Linked DNA regions of Zea mays: region 2 is linked to region 1. A link is a contact called in public Hi-C data. All regions are on one chromosome and are shown on one strand. Each heading gives the region's core, a stretch centred on a gene start, on an enhancer-like site or on the middle of the called end of the contact. The rest is flanking DNA. Distances are from core to core; before and after follow the strand shown.

Region 1 (5,097 bases), core at 1,598-4,097:
CCTTCTATCTTAAATTGACTTGGTCGCGTGCGTATTTATCCACGCGACAACTGTGGTCGATATTTTTCTAGTGCTTGAAAGTGAGGTGTGATTGGGAGGTGTCGGAGATATGTTTTTTAATCTTGCCAAAATACATGGACTCGAAATTGTTTTGTGAACTGTTAGAGATGCTCTATGGTTTTTTTACTCCCTAGATTATATAATCCAGCTTAAATAAGTTGAGAGGTAACCAAACAACACATATTATTAGGTGTATTATGTAATCTAGGTATCAAGATTATGATAATAGATAGGCAGGTCAATAGATGTTTATAGAATCTATAAGCTAGATTATATAGTCTTAGGCCCTATCAGTTTCCTCTATAGATTATATAATCTAGCTTAAATAAGTTAAGAGGTAAACAAACAACATGGATTATTATGTGGATTATGTTGAGTCCATGAAAAATTTCATGAATTTCTGAACATGGACTACATAGTCTTATGCAATAAGTTAAAATGAAATAGAAAAAATATGGCATATTATAGATTTTATGGTTTAAACATTTTTAGGATTATATATGGACATATGTTGCGCCTACGTAAAATTTCATGAATTTCTGATGCTATTTGCTTATTATTATTTTTCTTCGGATAATCATCAAAATGCACACGGCTATCAAAAAGATACACCCGAAAAGATCCGAGAAGAGATATTTGAAAATATATCCGGATATCTGAAATCTTACGGATATCAACCATCTCATATTCGTATTCGATTTCCGAACTAAATTATCCGAATCTAAATCTGAAAATCCGAATATGCTGCGGATATCGAAAAAAAATCTATCCGACCGGACAATTGGCCTCTTCGGACGGTCGGATGCTTAGATAATATCCATACCGTTTACACCCCTACAAAATAAGATGGCATTGATAAAATATTATGTGTAACCCCCTTGACAAAACAAAATATTGGTGCCAACAATGAAAACCGTAGCCGGCGCCTGGCGCGTGCATGATCTTGGGAAGTCGATTAAACAAGTAGTATATGTGTAGTGCACACAGTGTGCCTAACCTTTCAGGATGTCAAGAGACATATTAAGACACTGACCACTACTACATAGTATATAAATTCGATTGTATATACTATCGTAGTTCATTTTGAGAGTGATAAAAATACATCTCTATTGCTGATTTCAAACGTATCCTAGTGTTTAATTATTGCTGATTCTATTGGGATTCGACTCTATCTATATTCCTTTTTGAACTAAAATTGTTTATGGGCTCAAAAGGATCGTGAATAAACATTTGAATTTGTGATCCATTACCATCCTTATGTAGGTCTCAGCAAGGCCTACAACTTTTATATAAATCAGCTGTGTCTTATAAATAATAATTTTCCAAGGTTAAGTATTGATATAATGGGTGGCATGGCAGATATAGCTGCCGCTCCGGCCTCAAAAAGTGGTTTGGCAAGTAGTCTAGGAGGAACATATGCAGTAGACTCCCCCCCCCCCCCCCCCCCCCCCCCCAAAAAAAAACGCTCTTCGCGGTGAAACACATTATTGTGGCAATGCACATATGGTGTGGCGGTATGATTTTGTACAAAAGGACTAGAAACAAACATAAAACATAGGTGGGGTCATTTTTAAAACATGACTTCAAAAAAAAAAGATCCCCAAGGATATTAAAAAAAAAGAAATTCCCATGGAAAGGAACCCTTGAATATCCTAGTGCTGGATTTTGTCGTTATCTATTTATCACCACAACCTGATACAGATGAAGTGTACGGTATCCTTTTGGGTGGACTGGGACTAGCTGGGACAATGCAAATATAGAAAATGGCAAATCAGGCAATTAGTTGTCTGCCGCCGGAGGGCAACAAGGGCCATATGTGATATGTGTTTTGTCCCATGGTGAACCAGATGCTATGCTACTCCCCTTCTGAGTTCTTTATGACACGGAATAGGCCCGCGCGGAGGCATGTGCGGCCCGTGCTCACGAACAGGGCCCCAATCCTTCAAGGCCCCTAAAATAATAGTCACCAATAGTTTAATCAGTACACAGTTCAGTAATTAGCTCAGTAAGGAAAATAAATCAACTAATCTTTAAGCAAATCTTCTTCTCATGAGTTAAATCAGTTGTTTGTGTGGTATCTTTGTCTTTGATCACGACTACATCTCCATTTAAACGTAAATGTCGTTCAAGATTTCATTTTAAGGAATAATACTATCCAAGTAAAATTATACAATATAAAATTGAATAGACAGCTAGACACAATTCTTAATATAATATTTTTATCATATTATCATAGCCTATATTAGTGTAGTTCTAGTTTATAGATTGATATTCCGGAATTTTGTACAGGGCCTTAGATTTTACTGGCCCGGCCCTCAAAACTCGATCAGAGCACATCCAGTACAAAGCACCGCAGCGGCTGCGCTGATATTAAGGTGAGCTAAAGTTTAAAATTAATTTTAGATTTATTTTGTAGTTTAGAATTAGAACATTAGACGACGAAATCTAAACAGCTGGTAAAGTCTACGACGGGTGCGGCGGAAGACTAGTAGGAAGCCGCTCCCCTGATGGCTGCAGCAGGCCTGCCTGCAACTCGCTCCTTTTTTTCTGCATACCGCCACCGCGTCCAATAATACACATACACCGCGCCGCTGCATTATTCACGTTTTCTACGGTTGTTCCCCCCCCCCCCCCCCCCCTTCTCTGTCTCTCTCTTTCCACGGGACGCCCCTGCGCTGCGCTCGCCACTCTCTCTCTCTCTCTATCTTCCGCTCGTCGTCTCTTTGCGTGCGTGCTCCTCTATTTAAGGCCGACTCCTCCCTCGGCGGCAGGAGGGCTTCGTGTCACAGCTAACTAGCGTCCCCCTGCTCTGCTCTGCCTCCTTTCGTCACAGCCTCGCCTCGGCGGACGACCAACAAGGTCGCCGGCCAGCCAGGGCGGACGGTCGCCTGCTGCTGCTGCTGAACCCTGCACCACCTCGGCGGCGTCGTCCTCTTCGTCAGCTAGCAAAGCATTCCCTGGCTACATAGGTAAGGAAAGAAACCCTTCTTTGTTTGTTCGTCTTGCTGTCATTTTGTTGTTCCCTGCGTCAGTACAGTAATCCCCCCCCCCCCCCCCCCCCCCCCGGGCACGCACAAGCCTGTTTGGAAGTTGCAGTCGTACGCAAGGGACCTCTTCCTAGCCTTTCCCACAGTCTCCATCTCGATATGCAGTTCAGATCATCTATCCAGAAACAAGAGAAGAAAAAAATAAAAGATCGTGCACCAAGAGATTGCGTGTGGAAATTGAATGGCTCCCTGGCCTTCGTTTACACCCTCTCCGCCAAAAATCTCTGTCAGTCGCTAGTAGCAGCAGCGGGTAAAAAAGAAGAAGAGGAGGTTGATGCTCGCCCTGAGCGCTCATGATGCCCACGTGTCAGCAAGAGCGTTGAAGGTCGTAGCATCGAGGTCAAGGGTACCTCCAATGGCGTCCGTTTACGGCCTGATTACCCCTTAAACTAATCTTGTTTAGTTAGTTTATTATGTACTATATCGTATTTGCCTTTTGGCACCGAGCGAGGGTCGGTGTACAGTGTACACGACCCGAGGCGATCCGTGGGAAATATACATTAACAACTCAGCTTCCGGATCGTGCAGCTCAAATTTCTTGTCAGATGGGTTGGTGTGCACAGCTGATTAGCTGAGATAGTACTTTAATTACTAATTAATAATAATAATAACAGGTCAGGGGAAATTTTGTATGACGTCACAGTTTTTTTTGGAGGATGAAATGGGGGGTGGTGGGCGGCGGCTGATTCCAGCTCTCGGCCGCTCCATCACGCCGTCGCCTTCACTGTGTTTTGTTTGGAGTCGCCTCCCTGTGACTGACGTCTGGAGCCCACTAGTGCGTTGACCAGACCACATAGCGCTGCTGTTTCTCTCACTCCACGCGCTGCCAGTTAATAATTTGCGGGTGGTTTCTTTTCTGGATCCAGGCAATTGTGGTTGTAGAATTGATACATGCCGTAGCATTTCGCCAAGTATTAATGACACCATCACCACGCGGATTATTCACTGGCAACGTGACAAAATCCCGACTGTCAGTCAGATCGATAGTACTACCCAAAGAACTTGTTTCGCACAGTTGTGCTGCTGATTTAACTACACCCAAAGAAGGATGTTGTTGTGAAATGTGAATGTAAAACAAAGTCGTTGCTTCGCTGTCACAGGGATCAGCAGTCACGCCACCAAACAGCCTTGGGAATCAGCTGGCGCGGCTTGATTGATTAGGGCGCGTGGGGACTCTCCGGAGAGAGCAGACAGACTACTCGATCCGTCGTTCCAAGGCGTTGGGACGTACTTGGGGAGAGGGATACCCACCCAACCGAGGCGGGCGATAATGTCGCTGGAGGTGGACAACCCAGCTGGAGGAGCAGGCGGCGGCGGCGAGTCGGCCAACCGGCTCAGCCTGAAGCGCCACGACTCGCTCTTCGGCGACGCGGAGAAGGTGTCCGGCGGCAAGTACCACGGGTCCGAGGGCAGCTGGGCCCGGACGCTGCACCTGGCCTTCCAGAGCGTGGGCATCATCTACGGCGACATCGGGACGTCGCCGCTCTACGTCTACTCCAGCACCTTCCCCGACGGCATCAAGTACAACGACGACCTGCTGGGCGTGCTGTCGCTCATCATCTACACCCTCATCATCATCCCCATGCTCAAGTACGTCTTCGTCGTGCTCTACGCCAACGACAACGGAGACGGTGAGCAGAGTATATTTCTTTGTATTTATTTACTGATCAACGACACGAGCACTGATCGATCTGCTGCTTTTCTCTCTCTCTCTCTCTCTCCCCTAGGCGGCACGTTCGCGCTCTACTCGCTCATCTCGCGGTACGCCAAGATCAGGCTGATCCCCAACCAGCAGGCGGAGGACGCCATGGTGTCCAACTACAGCATCGAAGCGCCGACCTCGCAGCTGAAGAGGGCGCAGTGGTTCAAGCAGAAGCTCGAGTCCAGCAGGGCAGCCAAGATCCTGCTCTTCACCCTCACGATCCTCGGCACGTCCATGGTCATGGGCGACGGCACCCTTACGCCGTCAATATCTGGTAATAACGGAAAC
Region 2 (5,097 bases), core at 1,938-4,437, 260 kb before region 1:
CATTAATACAAAATCTAATGCAGTGAGCATGCCTGTTATGGTTCCCTGATGGTCATCCCAAAGAGGAACCAGAGCAAGACCCTATGAGACACAAAAAGTTCAAAGATATTCTTAAATTATCAAATGATGCCACGTACGCAGTGCAGATAAAAGAATTGCCTGTTTCTAGGAGCAATTTGTTTTTATTTTAAAACTGTAAACCATAACAGGAAAACAAATTAAACTGCTTCTTGATGAGGCAAATAATTGCTAGCACAGCATTAAAAATCTACAATAATGAAGATGAAACAGAGCAAAGTTGAAGTGAGAGCAAACAAGCACCACAGAGGGAAAGTGAATGATTGGAAACAACTCTTGCATGTACAGCAACACACATACCTCGTCATGCATTATTTTAAATGCCTGTTTAACAGGTAGCTGAGTGTCCAAAACTGCTAACTGAAATGTTCATATGAAGTCCGATTATTCACATAGTCTAAAGAGAAGCGCTGACTTGCAAGAAATAAACCTAACCTTGCTAGAAAGAGGAACAACTTCATATATGGTATTGTGTAATAATATTCCAGAGACCACATGGCGGAAAACTGCTATTTGCACGCCTGGGTTCTGAGATGATGACTCCGGGGGCATCTTGGTTTATTTAAGGCCACAGCAAATAACAGACCATTAATTATCAGTAATATGGAAAACGTTAAAATATAATGTCAACTTCTTAGACATACTGTTGTCAAAACGGTACCCTCATCCAAATTAGTTCCTCTGATAGAAGGCTCTGGCTGCACAACAGGTTGCACATTGTTTTCCACAAGCACTTCATTGCTGATCAGTCCATATTCATCACATACAAAGGGTTTCGTCTCATCACACCTCCAGACACCATCAACCAAAAACCGGTACTGAATGCACCAAAAGGTCATATAAATGTATGTGGCACAGAAAATGTCACAAGAGAAACAGAATATCATATGCAAATAGCTGGGCACTGAGCACTGGTACAGAAAATATGCACTACTACAGTATCATGTTCAAATAGCTTGCTAACCATTGAATGGAACCAAACAGTCACATGTGAACATCATGATTGACAGAACTCACATAACAAGGGTGTGAATTTGGTACCGGTGTGCAATGTTATGTCCAAGAATTACATTGGATAGATGAAAAGGTGAAACATCCAATATACAAATCCATCGTGAATATGTCAAATAAATCATGTTCCTATCAATTGCTGGGATTGAAAAACATCTTGAAGAAATGGTTCAAAATAGTTGTCCGATATATGCAGAAGTAGTTCCAAGTAAGGCCAACAATTAAAGGGAATTCAGGATTTATTTAGTGTAACTGCAAGTATTAATTGTCACTCGGGTAAAAAGGTGCAATAAAGAAACTCCATATACACATGGAAAGAAATGAAAGATACAGAAACCTGAGAGACAAGTGTTGATGTATTTAACAGTCACTAACTTTACGGTGGCGTTAAATGGCTGCTTTCTGATGCAACAACTGCAATGGCATTCTACTTTACAGCAGGCATCGTGTAACGGCCAAAATCTCTTGTCGGAGACGACAAAGACAGTTAGGGTCTGGGCTGTCCTCCAACACCTATGTCAGGTCTGCCACTATAGGTTACAAACTTTATAACACTACCTCTAGCTAAGGATACATCTCTCCGTGGTTTACGCAATGTTAGAACTTAAGAATGAACTACAAACTACAGCACCAAATAAAACAAATTAACCAGGAAGATTTCACTTGGCTGCTAAACAGAAATATGGTCGCAGAAAGTAAAGGACCATGTAACGTATCAATGGTTGACAATGCCTGATACCACCCACGATCCATGTATATGAGATCACAAGAATACAAGATGCTTAAATCCAATGGACATTTCACATAAGACCACTATCCTAGTGTTTACTAACCAGTAACCACTAACCGTTACACGCCACACCAAAATCCAGCAGTTACAGCAGTTTGTGTAGAAATATAATGGCTCTCCACAAGAACTGACCACATTCCCGCCTTATTTGTGCAAGAATCATCAGTCCAGCGACACGTTTATACCGCTGCCCAGAAGCTCAACGTGACAACAACCACCTGCCACAACTACCAACTAAATGTAGATGCATTGACACCCCCCAAGCATACAAGAAACTAGTTCGTCATGATATACATGCAAAATCGCACCAAGTTCGTTTCTAAACAATCGTGGAACGTAAAAGGCAAAGGACGCCAATCATGCAAACTAGAAGGCTTTCTTCTATGTAGAAGGATACCAGGCAAGGGCTACGAGACGTAGCTAGCCAGAGCAGAGTACCGAACACAGTGAAACTAAGGACAAAAGCAATGAACCAAGCACAGAGCAAAAGGCAAGCTGAACAAGAGCAATCCGGGCAGCGACCCACCTGGTAAACCCCGGGAGGCAGATCGAAGACGACCTGGAACTCGGCCCCGACCAGCCCCATGGGATACTCCCTCCACCTGCAGCCACAGAGCAGGAACAAGGAAACAGGCAAACAGCATTACACCCGTCACCCTAATAGCCGCTAAGGGCCTGAGGCCAAACCCAAAAACCCAGACGGCCAAGGACAAAAAAGGACGCCGCGCCTTCCAAGCACCCACGGCCCCGAGGACGGAACCTCTGGGTGCTCGTCGTACTCACCCGGTGAAGCTGCCGCACAAGGAGGCGCTCCGGCCTCCGTACGGCCACGAGAAGCGCTGCATCACCATGGCTCCTGAGAACCCTAGCGCGAGCGAGCTACTACTAGCTAGCAGCGCCGGCGCCCTCGACGCCGACGAGACGACCGACCAAACCCTAGCCCCGCGAGACCGAGCCCATCCGCGGGGACTCAGCTGACGGGGCGCGACGCAAAGAGGAAATTTTTGGTGTGAAGGGGGCTCTGCTCTAGCTGTCTCAGCTGCTGGGGAGAAGCGGAGCGACAAGCCGACAAGCGAGGGAGGAGTGAGGAGAGAGAAGAGGGGTGTTGGAGATTGGAGCGCGTGTGCGCGTGCGCGTGCGCGTGCGCCTACGCCGTCCCCGCCCGCCCTTGGTTTTCGGTACTTTGGATTGTATGGAGGGTACGGCTGGGCAGTTCTTCCTCTTCCTCGTCTCGCCTGCCACTGTTGCGGCTGTTTTTCTCCTTTCCTTCCTTTCCTCCCTCTCTTTTTTTATTGGGTTTTTTGCACTGAAATCTCTGGGACTGGGGGGCGCTTGTTTTCTGTTCTGCTTCTGGCTTTGGACCGCCGCGCCGGTGCTGGTGCTTTGGGCCGGGGCACGGAATGATTGGTTGACGTGGTTTTTCACCCCCTTTTTTACATCTTTTGTGAGATCCTTTTGAGACGTGTCAAAAGAGAGAAACGTGTTCAGCAGTAAACATTGTCCTCTAGTGCACCCATAGAGGAAATGTTGATTTTGGCTCGTAAATAAAGGCTTAGAAATTTAAGAGTGTTGTAGATGACACGTCACCACTATAGACTGTAAAGGCCTAGAAAAAAATATATGTCGATGCAGATAAAAGGACGAGCCTAGTCGAGCCAGAGGATAAAAGGATGGTTTATGGTTTAGAGTTTAAGGTTACAAAATAGAACATCCTCTCCTATGTAGAGGTTTTTAGAAAAGCCGAATAACTACATATGAGTTTTGGTTTTCGGTAGAAGAATGTTAAAAAATATTTCAAAATTAACAAACGGTAAGGGACGGGTGGATGGTGTTAGGGGGTGTTTGGTTTGTAGGGACTAATGTTTAGTCCCTACATTTTATTCTATTTTAGTTCCAAAATTAACAAATATAGAAACTAAAACTTTATTTTAGTTTCTATATTTAGCAATTTATAGACTAAAAAAGAATAAAATGAAGTGACTAAACATTAGTCCCTAGAAACCAAACACTCCTTTAATTTCTCACCACTGCTGTTGTCCTTTTTAGGCCATGTTGAGATTACTTAAGCTTAAAAAAATAGTGGAGTCCATGGAGCATATCACAGGAGCTTAGAAAACTATAGAGCTAAAGTTATGATCCTTTAGAAGGAATTTAAAATTAATATTTTATTTCTTCTTGATAAAAAAACAATTTTAAAATATTTTAATTTATCGTATAAACTACATCTCTATGCTCAAGCTAGAATCTGGAGCGGGTCCTAAGCAAACCTCACTTTAAAAGAGTTTGTGTTATTTGATAGTGAGCTTGTAGCTATTTTATAGATGAGAGCAAATCTAAAAGACTGTGTAGCAATCAAATGTGTAGCTTTTTTGTAGACCGGTGTGTTTTGATTGACTTCAAAAGGCCGGTGTACTTATTGATTTGTAAAAAAAAATTAAGTACAAAATATGGTAGCCGGTGCACTGGAAAAGCAAGAACTAGAAACACTAGAAACCATCCGAAGCCGTTTCACATACCTAAGACAAAACGTTAGAATCGTTTCAAGCATTCTCTCTAGAATTGTTTTACCTCTCCAAAGTCCAAACAGACCCTAAAGAATAGGGCTGCAGGGAGACGTACGAAAGATGGTGTCCTTGGGAGAAAACAGTTTATGCATGGTGACATGCAGATTTTCTGGCAAACATGCATGCAAGAAATGAGTGGGTGGGAGAGCTTAATTAATTGAGAAAGGGAGGCAGGGCCCAGTTTGGACTACACGAGCATGCATGCATCTTATGTTAAAGTCGTCCTGATACTGGTTGATAATTTCACTAACCAAATCATCATGATATTGGTTGATAGTCAACTAAAGAATTATGAAATATTATCGTTAATTCTTAAAGTTCTTCAAGCGAACTAACTATATATTTGAGTAAGATGATAATAGGTGTCAAATAATGCAAGGGTTAAACCATAGTAGTTCAAGAAATGATACTGTTTTCCCGCAACAAATTTGTTAGATTTTTTTTTGGCAATGGCCAATGGAGATCAGCGTATTGTGCATAGCAAATTAGAAGGGTAGCATACATGATATAGACTTATTATATACTAGTTCATGTATGTAGTACCCTACATCTAGTTTAGATAGATCTTTTTTTTCTTGTGTGCTGAGGTTACAAGTGGTTACTGGGTATTCTAATGTAGCCCTCCTTAATTACTTGAAGGTATGATACATATAT

What was found. Hi-C and Micro-C count contacts between places; a contact is called where the count stands out from the background.
Region 2: a contact with region 1 is called in a Hi-C map of tassel, with 4 times the contacts expected there. The contact joins the promoter of LOC100284094 here to the promoter of LOC100502520 in region 1. A contact is called at or near these places in 9 of 25 Hi-C or Micro-C datasets (bundle sheath, ear, endosperm and 3 more).

Annotation. Positions count from the first base shown.
Region 1 is chr2:63,930,071-63,935,167 of Zm-B73-REFERENCE-NAM-5.0, reverse strand. It overlaps LOC100502520 (potassium high-affinity transporter), which reads left to right and starts at 2,847. Exons shown (of 9, transcript NM_001357849.1): 1 at 2,847-3,029; 2 at 4,208-4,738; 3 at 4,835-5,083. The coding sequence starts at 4,378.
Region 2 is chr2:64,187,963-64,193,059 of Zm-B73-REFERENCE-NAM-5.0, reverse strand. LOC100284094 (SNF4) reads right to left here and starts at 3,187. Exons shown (of 13, transcript NR_182033.1): 1 at 2,663-3,187; 2 at 2,406-2,481; 3 at 740-896; 4 at 514-630; 5 at 379-438; 6 at 1-81.